Linked DNA regions of Mus musculus: region 1 is linked to region 2. Evidence: chromatin contacts called from public HiChIP or PLAC-seq data. All regions are on one chromosome and are shown on one strand. Each heading gives the region's core, a stretch centred on a gene start, on an enhancer-like site or on the middle of the called end of the contact. The rest is flanking DNA. Distances are from core to core; before and after follow the strand shown. Region 1 holds the start of Prlh (prolactin releasing hormone). Region 2 has its middle 25 kb from the start of Gm35332.

Region 1 (5,534 bases), core at 2,204-4,703, 220 kb before region 2:
ATGTCAAAGTGGGACCCAGGACTCCATCAGAGGACCCAGGACTTTTGGACAGCAGAGTATAATGTCCAGCTAAGGCCCAGGTCCTTTTCTGTGACAGGAAGTGCAAGAGCAGTGTCAGGCTCACCACTAGGTGGGATAATCAGCAAGGATCATTTTAAAGAACAGGCCACTGGGTGCTTCAGAAGGTTGATGTTATGATGTAAGATCAGGGGCTGAGAAAAATACACACACACACACACACACACACACACGTACATATGCACATATGAGCACATGCACACACGTGTGTGCACACACACACATGCACATGCATGCACACACACGTACACATGCACACATGCAGAGAGAGAGGGGGAGAAGAGGGGGAGGGAGAGGGGAGGGGGAGGAGAGGGGGAGAGAGAGGGGAGAGAGGGAGAGAGAGAGAATAGACTTTTCCAGGCTTACACTTTGTGTTATTCTTGGGAGAAAGGTTTGAACTCTTTGAGGCAATGTCTTGGTGTCTGCAGCTTGTCATCAAATGTAGGTTGGCAAGGATGGGAAGTAGGAAGCAGGCAGACAGGATGGCTGATGAGTCCATGTAGGTTGAGATAGTCCTTACAATGTCTTGTGAACTTTTCTGTATGTTTTAAAACCGTTCCCAGACTGTGGAAAAGATGAGTACGCCTCCATTCATCTTTCCAGACGAGGAGCTGGTTCTTTCTGGATAAGAGCTGTGGGAGGATGTCCTCCAAGCATGGCAGCCATTACCACTGCTGTCAGAGCAGCAGCTATTGCCTGCAGGAAACCATCAACAAGAGCCAGCCTGTGTTCCTGCCCGGGAGGAGGGATGGGTAAGGTCATGAGACCTTCATCTGAGATCCCAGCCAATCCCCACTTATGCCTTTCACCGCAGCCACATGTCACCACCCCAGGAAAAAGTGGCGTTGGAAGGTGATGAAGTATACAGGGAGTAGAAAGAACTGGAGGGGAGTTGGCCTGTGACAACAGTCATAGCGGCCTGTGACAACAGTCATAGCGGCCTGTGACAACAGTCATAGCGGCCTGTGACAACAGTCACAGCAGCCTGAGGGTAACCTGAGGGGAACAGCATAGACAGCAGCCAGCCAGATGACCCCCAGCTGAGAATCATCTTGATCTGAGGGTAAGATGGCACCTACTGAGCTGAGAAGAGGCCAGTTCAGGCTTCTGTGCTGGTGGGTGAGGCTGCTGGCAGCCATTGGCACTCCTCTGTGCAGGTGAATTTCAGCTGCCCCGGCTTCCCACGGCGTCTCCCTCAGCTCCTGTCTGACTTTCCCCCCTTTTCTGGGAGCACCAGCTGTGTTATGTGCCAGTCACTTTGTGTTTGACAAAGGGCATAGGACACCCCAAGTGACTTTAAAGGAGGCCTATAGGATCAAAAAGAATGGGGTCAAGTCTCTGGGATTCTCCTCTGAGCAGGAAGTAGGTTAACATACCCATGTGTGTTGGTAGCTGCAGGATTCTGCAAGGGACAAGGAATGGGGTGTGTTCAGGGTGATGAGGGGCACCACATTGTCACTGAACTGGTGGAGCCACGTAATACATTTGCCCAAACAGCAGACACAATGCCGAACATGCACCTATGGATAGCATAGGTCCTGTGCGATGACACTTGGTGGCTTCATAGGCTGTAATGAATGTTCTCTGTTCTGGGTGCTAGGAACAACACTTTGATAGCATCTAATTTTTGCAGCAAACCCCTAAACATCTCTAAATGTTAATCTTAAAAATGCTGCCGGGCGTGGTGGCGCATGCCTTTAATCCCAGCACTTGGGAAGCAGAGGCAGGCGGATTTCTGAGTTCAAGGCCAGCCTGGTCTACAAAGTGAGTTCCAGGACAGCCAGGGCTTTACAGAGAAACCCTGTCTCGAAAAACCAAAAAAACAAAAAAAAAACAAAAAAACAAAAACAAAACAAAACAAAACAAAAAAACAAAAAAACAAAAACAAAAACAAAAAAAAAAAACAAACCAAAAAATGCCAAGAGAAGGACGTGAGCCATGCCAGGGGCGTTGTGTGGCTTTTCTCTGGGACCAAGTATCTTACATAGTGTAGTGTGTGGTTACCCTGGCTTTATGCAGTATGCAAGCTGAGCATGTGTTCAGGGTACCTTGTGTAGGTGGAAGCTTGTGGGAACAAGTGACCAAGAAAAGGGCACCCCATTTCTGGGCAGTGATGTGGTTTTGGGGAACAGGAATTTATAGGAACACTGAATCAACATTCCCTTCCCCCACTGCAGGGTCTTAAGGGACCAGGACAACCTCTGTGGGGCCTGGTAATGAGCGATCTCAGTTGTTCTATTGGGGGCAGGTGGGAGCCTCTTCTTTCCAAAGAGGTTACTGGGTTCTGAGCTTCTTTCATGGTTACCCTCCCCAGAGAGAAAGCACCTTCCGGTTTGTTACCACATAGTTACAAGTGTACAATAAACAAAGCCAGCACTTTTATTAGATCAGAGGGAAAACCGGAAAGGGAGGGTGGAGGAGGCTCTGCGGGGGGACAGGGAGGGTGGGCTTGGGCTCAGCATCACTGTCTTCATGAGCTGTGAGAGAACTTGGCACTTCCATCCAGTGGGAAGCAGCTTAGCCGGCACCGCAGGCCAGGTCCGGTGACATCCCTCAGGGCTGCCCTCCTCCTCCCGAAGCGGCCCACAGGCCTGATCCCACGACCCGTGTACCAGGCAGGATTGATGTCAGGGGCTGGAAAGGAAAGAGTCAGAGCAGCGTATGGGACACGGGAGCCCCTAAGCTGATGGAAACCTGGGCACCAGGCCATGTTGGCACCCACCCTGATTACACTGGCTGGGCATATCTGGGCAGTGGTGTGGCTTTAGGGAATTTATTTAGACATATGCCAGGATCAGTATTCTCTTCCTGTCTGACTGTCATCCTCCAAAGTCTTAAGGGACCCCACAAAGATGGGTTAGGGGAATGATGAGGACAGGAAACAGGACCATTCTGGGGAGATCTTAACAGGACCAATCTCCCAACTGACTGCATGGTAAGGTAGCTTTTGCTTAGATCCCAGAGGCTCTCAACCTGTGGGTTGTGTCCCTTTTGTTTGGGGGGAAGGGCGCATATCAGACATCCTGCATTTCAGATATTAACATTATGATCCATAACAGTAGCAAAACTTACAACTATGAAAACAGCATCACAATAATTTTCTGGCTGGGGGTCACCACAACATAAGGATCTGTATTAAAAGTTCTGTATTAGGAAGGTTGGAAACCACTGGCTTAGGAGATGGCTAACCTCCCATTCAGGGGCTGGGTACTCAAGGCATTTGGGAAGCATATGGATGGGAGGTGACAGTGGCTGTCCTCCATATGCCAGGCACTCACTGCGGGTCTCCATGGAGTGCTGGTGGGCTCGGCTGGAAGCTCCTGGGAGGACTAAGCCTAGCAGCAGCAAGCACAGAAGCCAGGTCCTCGGTGCCATGCTTCCGGCTTCCTGGATGATGCCCTGGAGATTGGATCCTGAAGCCTGGGGGTAGAGATGCAGAGTACGTTGTATGCACAAAGCCAGGAGGGACCCTAGGTTGTTTGTACAGATGTACGTGTGTGTGTGGTGCGTGTCCGTGCCTATGAGGTGTGCAAATGCATATGTTTAGTGCACATAGCTACAATTATCAGGGGAGAGGTGTGAGCTGTGCACAGGTGGCTGTCTTGGGACATCCTTGGGTCTGTCTGTCCATCTGTGTCAAGAGCTGGGAGGTAGACACCCAGGCCTTGGTGGGAAGCAGATTTATGGGCAGCCTTGTGGTCAGCAGAGGTGGAGAACAATTTGCCCAACCTCAGAGGTAGCTAGGAGTTGGAACATATTGGAACCTCAGTGCCCAGGCTTTCCTCACACTTTGTCTGGGATCTCCTGACACTGAGAGCCAGGCAGGCAATGGAGGACACTTAGCATCCCACATCCCCAGAGAGCTCACACCTCACAGCCTCTACAATAACCCAGGACTTTAGACTCAGTTTGCTGAGACTCCAGAATGGGCCTCTCCTCACAGAGTCCCCCTGAATGACATGGGAAGGCTGCCGCCACTGTGTATGGGAACTGGTACCCTGCTGATGGAGTGTTCTGACCTACCACATAGCATCCACCTGTGATACTTCCTGCAGGGGACCCTTTTCTTCCTACCCCTGACATTTCAGGTCCTATTAGAAGATGCTCAAGGAAGACCCCCCCCCAGCTGACTTTGACGCTCCAGCTTCTCCTTGTCCACACAGCGCTGTCCATCAGAGCTCTTTAAATGCCCACCCTCTCCTCCTCCTCCTCCTGGGATGTCCCACACAGTGAAGGGGAACCCTAACTAGAGGAATGGAGGAGCCACCATGAATCATTGTAAAGACTGCACCCACTCAGGCTGGGTGATGGGGACTGAGAATGCTAACTGATCCTGAGTTCTGAGCCTTTCTGGAGGGTGCCTTCTGGGCTTTGCTTGAGGTGTCCCACTGAGGGCCACCTTCACCTGCCCTCCATCATGGACAGCCCTTGAGTGTCAGAGACCCCAGAATGGTGTGTGGTCCTAGACCACAGACCACAGGTAGTTCTCTCTGCTTGTCCTGCTTGGTGCCCGCACTTGGCTGCCCAGTAAGCCTGGCAGAGAAAACACTTGTGGAGAAGCTGGAAGTCACAGCAACACCCAGCCCTCTCCAGCACTGCCAAGTTACTCACCCTCTCTCTGTCCCTTGAGTGTGGCGATAAGGCTGCCTGGGCGTGAGGTGAGGTCTGCCTGCCTGCTTATCTTTTATAGGCCAACAAGGAGGCAAAGGACGCCCCCAGACCCCTCCTTGAGATGGCGTCTTTGCTTATAGCCTGCAGTTTCCACTACGTCTCTTCTCTCATCATCTCATCAAGACACTCCGTCTTTTTTTTCCTTTCCTTTCTTTTTTTACCTTCTTAAAAAAAAAAAAAACCCAAACCTCTCATCACTGACGTGGTTTGTTCCTTCCTGAATTATATAATTTCATTTGGGCCAAGTGGCTTTAAAACACATTAACACCCCCCCTGCCCCCTCTTCACGCTCTCCTTTGGGCAGACTCCACAGTGACGTGTCCACCCGTCCTCTCAATGTGAACTAGAATATGGCCTCTTCTGAATACTTGTCCCACCTGAGCCATGACTTCCTGGAATTGTGGCCAGGAAGTCCCTTGAACCCAGGTGGGTACCTCCTACTCTGGTTGTCCCCTCAGCTTGCTTATCCACATGCACGGTCTCTAGACACATTTTCTCTGGTTCATCCTGAGTCTATGGCTGAGAACACACCAAGTTTATTGATACAATACAATCAGAAGCCTGGCATTGTGGTACATGACTGTAACCCCAGCTCTCTGGGAAGTGAAGCAGGAGGATGGCTATGAGTTCAAAACCAGGCTGCCTCAATAAAGCAAAACAATAAAAAAATGAAAACGAAACAGAGTGTTACTTTTATTGTAAGGTAGGTTTAAAGGCAGAACATGGCAGCGCCGGTTTATAACCCCAGTGCTAAGGTAGAGAGAGCAGAGGTGTGGAAGACCCCT
Region 2 (5,246 bases), core at 345-2,844:
ATACTCATTTATTTATTATGTTGCGTGGTTGTGCAGGCTATGTGGAGAGTCTCTTGTGGAAGTCATGGGCAACTTGTGGGAGTCTAGTTTACCGATTTATGATTATATTAATTTCTCTCAATTCTTCCTTTTATTATGTGATGATGAATGGCTCCATCCACAAGACTGACAAGCTTTTTCTAGAAGCCCATTGGCAGGGCAAGAATACATGGGACAAATCACTCTGTCAGACTTAACCCGAGTTGCCTTTCTCGGCAGTTCTGTTGGCCTCTCTGTAGCTTTGCAATATGGAGGGCTTTGCTGAAGCCTTCTAGTTATAACCTTCTGAGAGTTCTTTCTCACTTTACTACTGACCGACATTAAGCAACTGTCTTGATAAGAGTATGTAGTTGGGTTCTGTTCTCTGGTCCTTTCATCTTGATATGGAGTGTGGCAAACTCATCAAAGCACTTATCTTGAAGCATATCTTTGTCTGTCACTATATCTGTCACTCTTCTCCTGGGGGATGCATCTCGGTGACATTCTTTCTTCAGGAAGTATGCTCATTCCAGGCTCTGTCTGCTTGCTGAACCATAGATAATTTTTATGATGATTTTTGCTTGAGTTACTGTGATGATCAGTTTTTAGTGTCAACTTGACACAATCTACAATCACCCAGGAAGGCAGTTTCGATGAGGGATTGTTTATGTTGGCCTGTGAGCATTTCTTTGGGAGATTTCCTCGATTACTATTGTGGGTGGCACTATTCCCTAGGCAAGGGATCCTGGAATGTACAAGAACAGAGGCAGCAAGCTGAGCAAATGTGCATTCATTGCTCTCTTCCTGATTATGGATGTGACCAACTCCTTCAAGCTCCTGTCATTATAGACTGTAGCATGGAACTGTGAGCTGAGATAAATCTTTTCCTTTAAGTTGTTTTTATTAGGTATTTTATCCCAGCAACAGGAAAAGAAACTAAGACAGTCACTTAGATTTTTGACTCCTTCAGAAAGGATAAAGTCAACCAATTACTCCATAGCAATTTATCCTTTTATTTTAATGCACTGTTACTTAATGTATCTTAAGGTAAAGAAAGTTGTAATTTGTAGGTATATCCTGAAGTTAGAACCTCCATGTGTCCCTGGCAGCATGCTTTACCCATCTATTTTCAGCTTCCATCCCTCTCCTTTCTGTTTCCCTGGAGGAACAAATGCATTTCAGAAGCCCAGAACTGGTATTAGCTTCCAGCTACGGAAGCTATGCTCTGGGATTCAAGGTGATGCCACTCATAGGAATTTTCCTGAGGGGAGAGGAGTAGGGACCCAGGACCAGCTCTTGAGTGAACTTGGCACTCACATCACCTCTGGCAAGTTGTGTAGCTTTGGCAAGCTTCCTAACCTTTCATTGGGTGTATCTGCTGATCTACAATGGAAGGGCACAAAGATGCCTTGATCCTCTTTGGCTTACAAAACCCAGGATGCTGGACCCAAGAGGACAAATAGGTGGAGTGGATGGGTGAGCTCAGCTTTGTGTGGAAGCTGTGGAAGCTGGTGGCTCATCCATTCATGAGTCAGCGCTGAGTTAGTGGCCAAGACCAGTAGCTGTACCCGCTGGAGTGAGAGACTGATCAGAGAGCTGTTGAAGGGAACAGGGTGACTCACCTGGTCTGTTGGGACACCTCCTATCCCTATTCAGTATTGGTGACATTCTAGAGTCACTCTTCTAAGCAAGCCTCTCAGGCTTGGAGTCTGTTGGCCACGATGGCCACATACAGCTTTATTTATTCTGTAGATGGGGGAAATAGAGCTTTTGCTTTTACTGAGAAGTTAATTAGAAGGTTTAAAAGTCTGGCTCTGCAGTTTCTTGTTTGTTTTTGTTGTTGCCATACTGGGGATCAAACCTAAGGTCTGTGAGGCAAGTGTTCTGCTACTGCGCTATGCGCATCTCTAATCCTTGTGTTTTCTCTTTAAACTGACCAAGTCCAGCAGGCAGCCTCCCAGCCTTCCTCGAGCTCAGCCACATTGTGAGTTTTCCTTCCTCCAAGGCTCATGACCCTTTCCTGTAACCCAACGCCAGGCACACTCTGGTACCATTTATACCGTGTTTATTGTAGTAAAGAGAGGAATTAAATATTTCTCTAGTTCTCCTTAATACCCTATAAAGACACACACTTTTTTTTAAAAGAAAGAACAGTATGGTTTCCAAGAAGAAGAAAGAATGAGCAGATGTATAAAATCCAAACCAATGGATGTTTGAAAGTGAAATGACTGTGTGCCTATTTCCTCCCCAAGAACTGTGTACAGAAAACCTCCAACTGGAACAATAGTAGTTTGTTCTACTAAACAATAAATGTTTTTGAGGAATGAAAAACCTGGTGGAAAATTTAACACACTGTAAAAGCAGATCATTCCAATGGGCCTGTCTCAGTTACTTTTCTGTTGCTGTGATAAAAGTCGCTAACGGTGACTTCAGGGAGGAAGAGTCATCTGGGCTCATGGTTCCAGAGGGACACAGTCCATCATGGAGGCAAGGCAAGCTGGCAAGAGCAGGTGCTGGCTAATCATCCTGCATCCACACTCAGCCCAAGCCCAGCAACCCACTTCCTCCATTAAAGCTCCATCTCCTTAGGGTTCTCCAGCATTCTCCAGCAGTGCCAACAGTTGGGGAAACAAGAATTCAAGTACACAACCCTGTGGAGGACATTCCACACTCAAACCACACACACACACACACACACACACACACACACACACACACACACACACACACAGAGAGAGAGAGAGAGAGAGAGAGAGAGAGAGAGACAGAGAGAGAGACAGAGAGAGAGAGACAGAGAGAGAGAGAGAGAGGGAAGGAGGGAGGGAGGGAGGGAGGGAGGGAGGGAGGGAGGGAGAGAGGGAGAGAGGGAGGGAGAGAGAGATGGGCAACTGATATGCAAAACCAAAAACAAACAAACAAACAAACAAACAAAAACCAACCAACCAACCAAACAAACAAACAAACAAACAAAAAAACGCTTATGTTGTAAGTGAAAACAGCTACCCAGATACAAGGTCAATTTTACCAGCGTATCTCTTCAGTGTCCTGAAGTTGTATGTTCTGCACACATATACTGCACTTGGTTTCCTGCAAACATCATGAAGAACATTTAGGGAAAAGTTGGGGAAAAGGCTACTCACTTGCAGTAAAGTTTTCTTGTTAGTAAAGAAAACGTGGATACCAACAAGGCTGCCCAAGAGCTGTGCTTTCCCAGCCGTCAGTGAGGATCTTTGGGAACTTTGGAATCTGTTGTGCAAGTTATCCTACAGTTTGAGAAGTCACATAGTTTCTAAAAGCCGAGAGATATCATAAAGTTTAATGTAGTTGGGTCAGAATGAGCACATATGGTCACAGTTGGGTACCTTTAATAGTTGTGTTAGTTGGGTAAATCCACACAACTGAAGATGTTCAAACCAAGTGACCATGCTTGCTAGCACATGGGCTTGGACTATTCTCAGCAACAGTCCCAGAATACTTTGTGCTAAAAGAGAGGACACAGGTGAGAAGTGAGTCAGTAAATCTGACATGGTCTTGCTCTGGGCCCCCGTGTCTGCCCTGGGACAATGTGATTGTGGGTGTATGATCACTACTGTATGTGCTGTGCCGTGGTGGTTTGAATAGGAATGCCCCCCATCGATTCATGTGTTTAACTGCTTGGTAACATAGGGAGTGGCACTCTTGGGATGTGTGGCATTGTTGGAGTAGGTGTGGCTTTGTTGGCAGAAGTATGCCACAAGAGAGTGGGCTCTGAGGTCTCAGATGCTCAAGCCAGCTCCTCTCCTGCTGCTTGCTGATCCAGACATAGAACTCTCAGTTCTCTCCAGCACCCTGTCTGCCAGCATGCCACCATGCTTCATGTTGTAATGACAATGGACTGAACCTCTGACCCTGTAAGACAGCCCCAACTAAATGTTCTCCTTTGTAAGAGTTGCCAAGGTCATGGTGTCTGTTCACAGCAATGAAACCTTGACTAAGACATGTGGGAAGGCCACTAGCTCTGACACAATACCAAAATGCTGTTTCAAATCCACACAATAACATCTCAGAAGGAAATAATCCTGTCCTCTGTAACAAATTTGGAATTGAGACCCAGTGCTTCAGTAAATTAGGCAAAAATGAAGTTCATGTTTGGCTTTTTTCCCCTCTCCAGAGACAACTTGCTACATGATTTTTAATGAGTCAGTTCATACATTGTGAATGGGTCCATTTTCCATTGCTTCACCTGAATGCCAGCTCTGGAACTATTGGAGTGAGAGGTGAAATCCAAAAAATGGCTTCAGATATCAGACCTGGTCACCTGGTTTGAGCATCTTCGGTTGTGTGGATTTATCCAACTAACACAACTATTAAAGGTACCCAACTGTGACCATATGTGCTCATTCTGACCCAACTACATTAATCACGACACAACATTAGGCTGTGTGCTTTCCAGTGTGTACAGGATCAGGAATGAAAATGAAGCGATTGAGCCATTACCTCGCTCAGCATCAATCTGCAGGTCTCCTCTAGAGAAGCAAGCGGTTCTCAACCTTTCTAACACTGAGACTCTTTAATACCTCATGGTGTGGTGACTCCAGCCATAAAATTATTTCATTGATAGTGCACACCTCTAGTTTTGCTACTGTTATGGATCATAATGTAGATGTTTGATATGCAGGATATTTGATATGTTATTCTCCCAAGGGGCCGTGACTGACAGGTTGAGAATCAATGCTCTAAAGTCATAAGGGGTCACTTTAGAGTGTGGGATATCTGCCAGCACATGGGCAACAACCCCCTGGGGGAGGTTGAGCCCTCATAGAATGGATTTCACATTTGTGAGCAGCAATAATAATGGACCCCATTTGCTAGAATTTTAGTAATAGAAAATCATGATTTTGACTCTGTACTGGTTGTTTGTTTGTTTGTTTGTTTGTTTGTTTTTGTCAACCTGATACAAGATAGTGTCATCTGGAAAGAGGGAAGTTTAACTGAGAAAAAGCCTACTATCAGGTTGGCGTTTAGGCAAGTCTTTAAGGGGTTGTATTGACTAATATTGATGTGGGTCACCCTAGCTTATTGTGGGTGGTCCCACCCCTGGACAAGGTGGTCCCGTGTAGTATAAGAAATCAGACAGAGCACCTCTCTATGATCTCCGCTTCAGTTCCTGCCTTGACTTCCCTTGATGATAGATTATAAGCTATAAGCTGGAATGAACCCTTTCTTGCAGAAGTTGCTTTTAGTCAAAG

Evidence for each region. HiChIP or PLAC-seq counts read pairs in DNA pulled down with a chosen protein or histone mark.
Region 1: a contact with region 2 is called in an HNF4G HiChIP or PLAC-seq map of pancreatic cancer cells. The contact joins the promoter of Prlh here to the enhancer-like site in region 2. A contact is called at or near these places in 3 of 39 promoter capture datasets (hippocampal neurons, maxillary cranial neural crest and second pharyngeal arch cranial neural crest), 1 of 484 Hi-C or Micro-C datasets (cortical neurons), 1 of 115 datasets of contacts at active chromatin or transcription factors (pancreatic cancer cells) and 1 of 9 other capture datasets (embryonic stem cells).

Annotation. Positions count from the first base shown.
Region 1 is chr1:90,951,027-90,956,560 of GRCm38.p6, reverse strand. It overlaps Prlh (prolactin releasing hormone), which reads right to left and starts at 3,453. Exons shown (of 2, transcript NM_001101647.1): 1 at 3,357-3,453; 2 at 2,549-2,712. The coding sequence starts at 3,453. The coding sequence ends at 2,549. Mlph (melanophilin) reads right to left here. Exons shown (of 16, transcript NM_053015.3): 16 at 5,419-5,534.
Region 2 is chr1:90,725,994-90,731,239 of GRCm38.p6, reverse strand. No RefSeq gene overlaps it. Among named protein-coding and RNA genes, the nearest start is that of Gm35332, 25 kb to the right of the region's middle. Within about 2 kb of position 1,594, at least 23 of the 459 cell types and tissues checked have an H3K27ac peak or open chromatin away from gene starts, as enhancers often do. A contact at or near this core is called in pancreatic cancer cells, where this site is marked.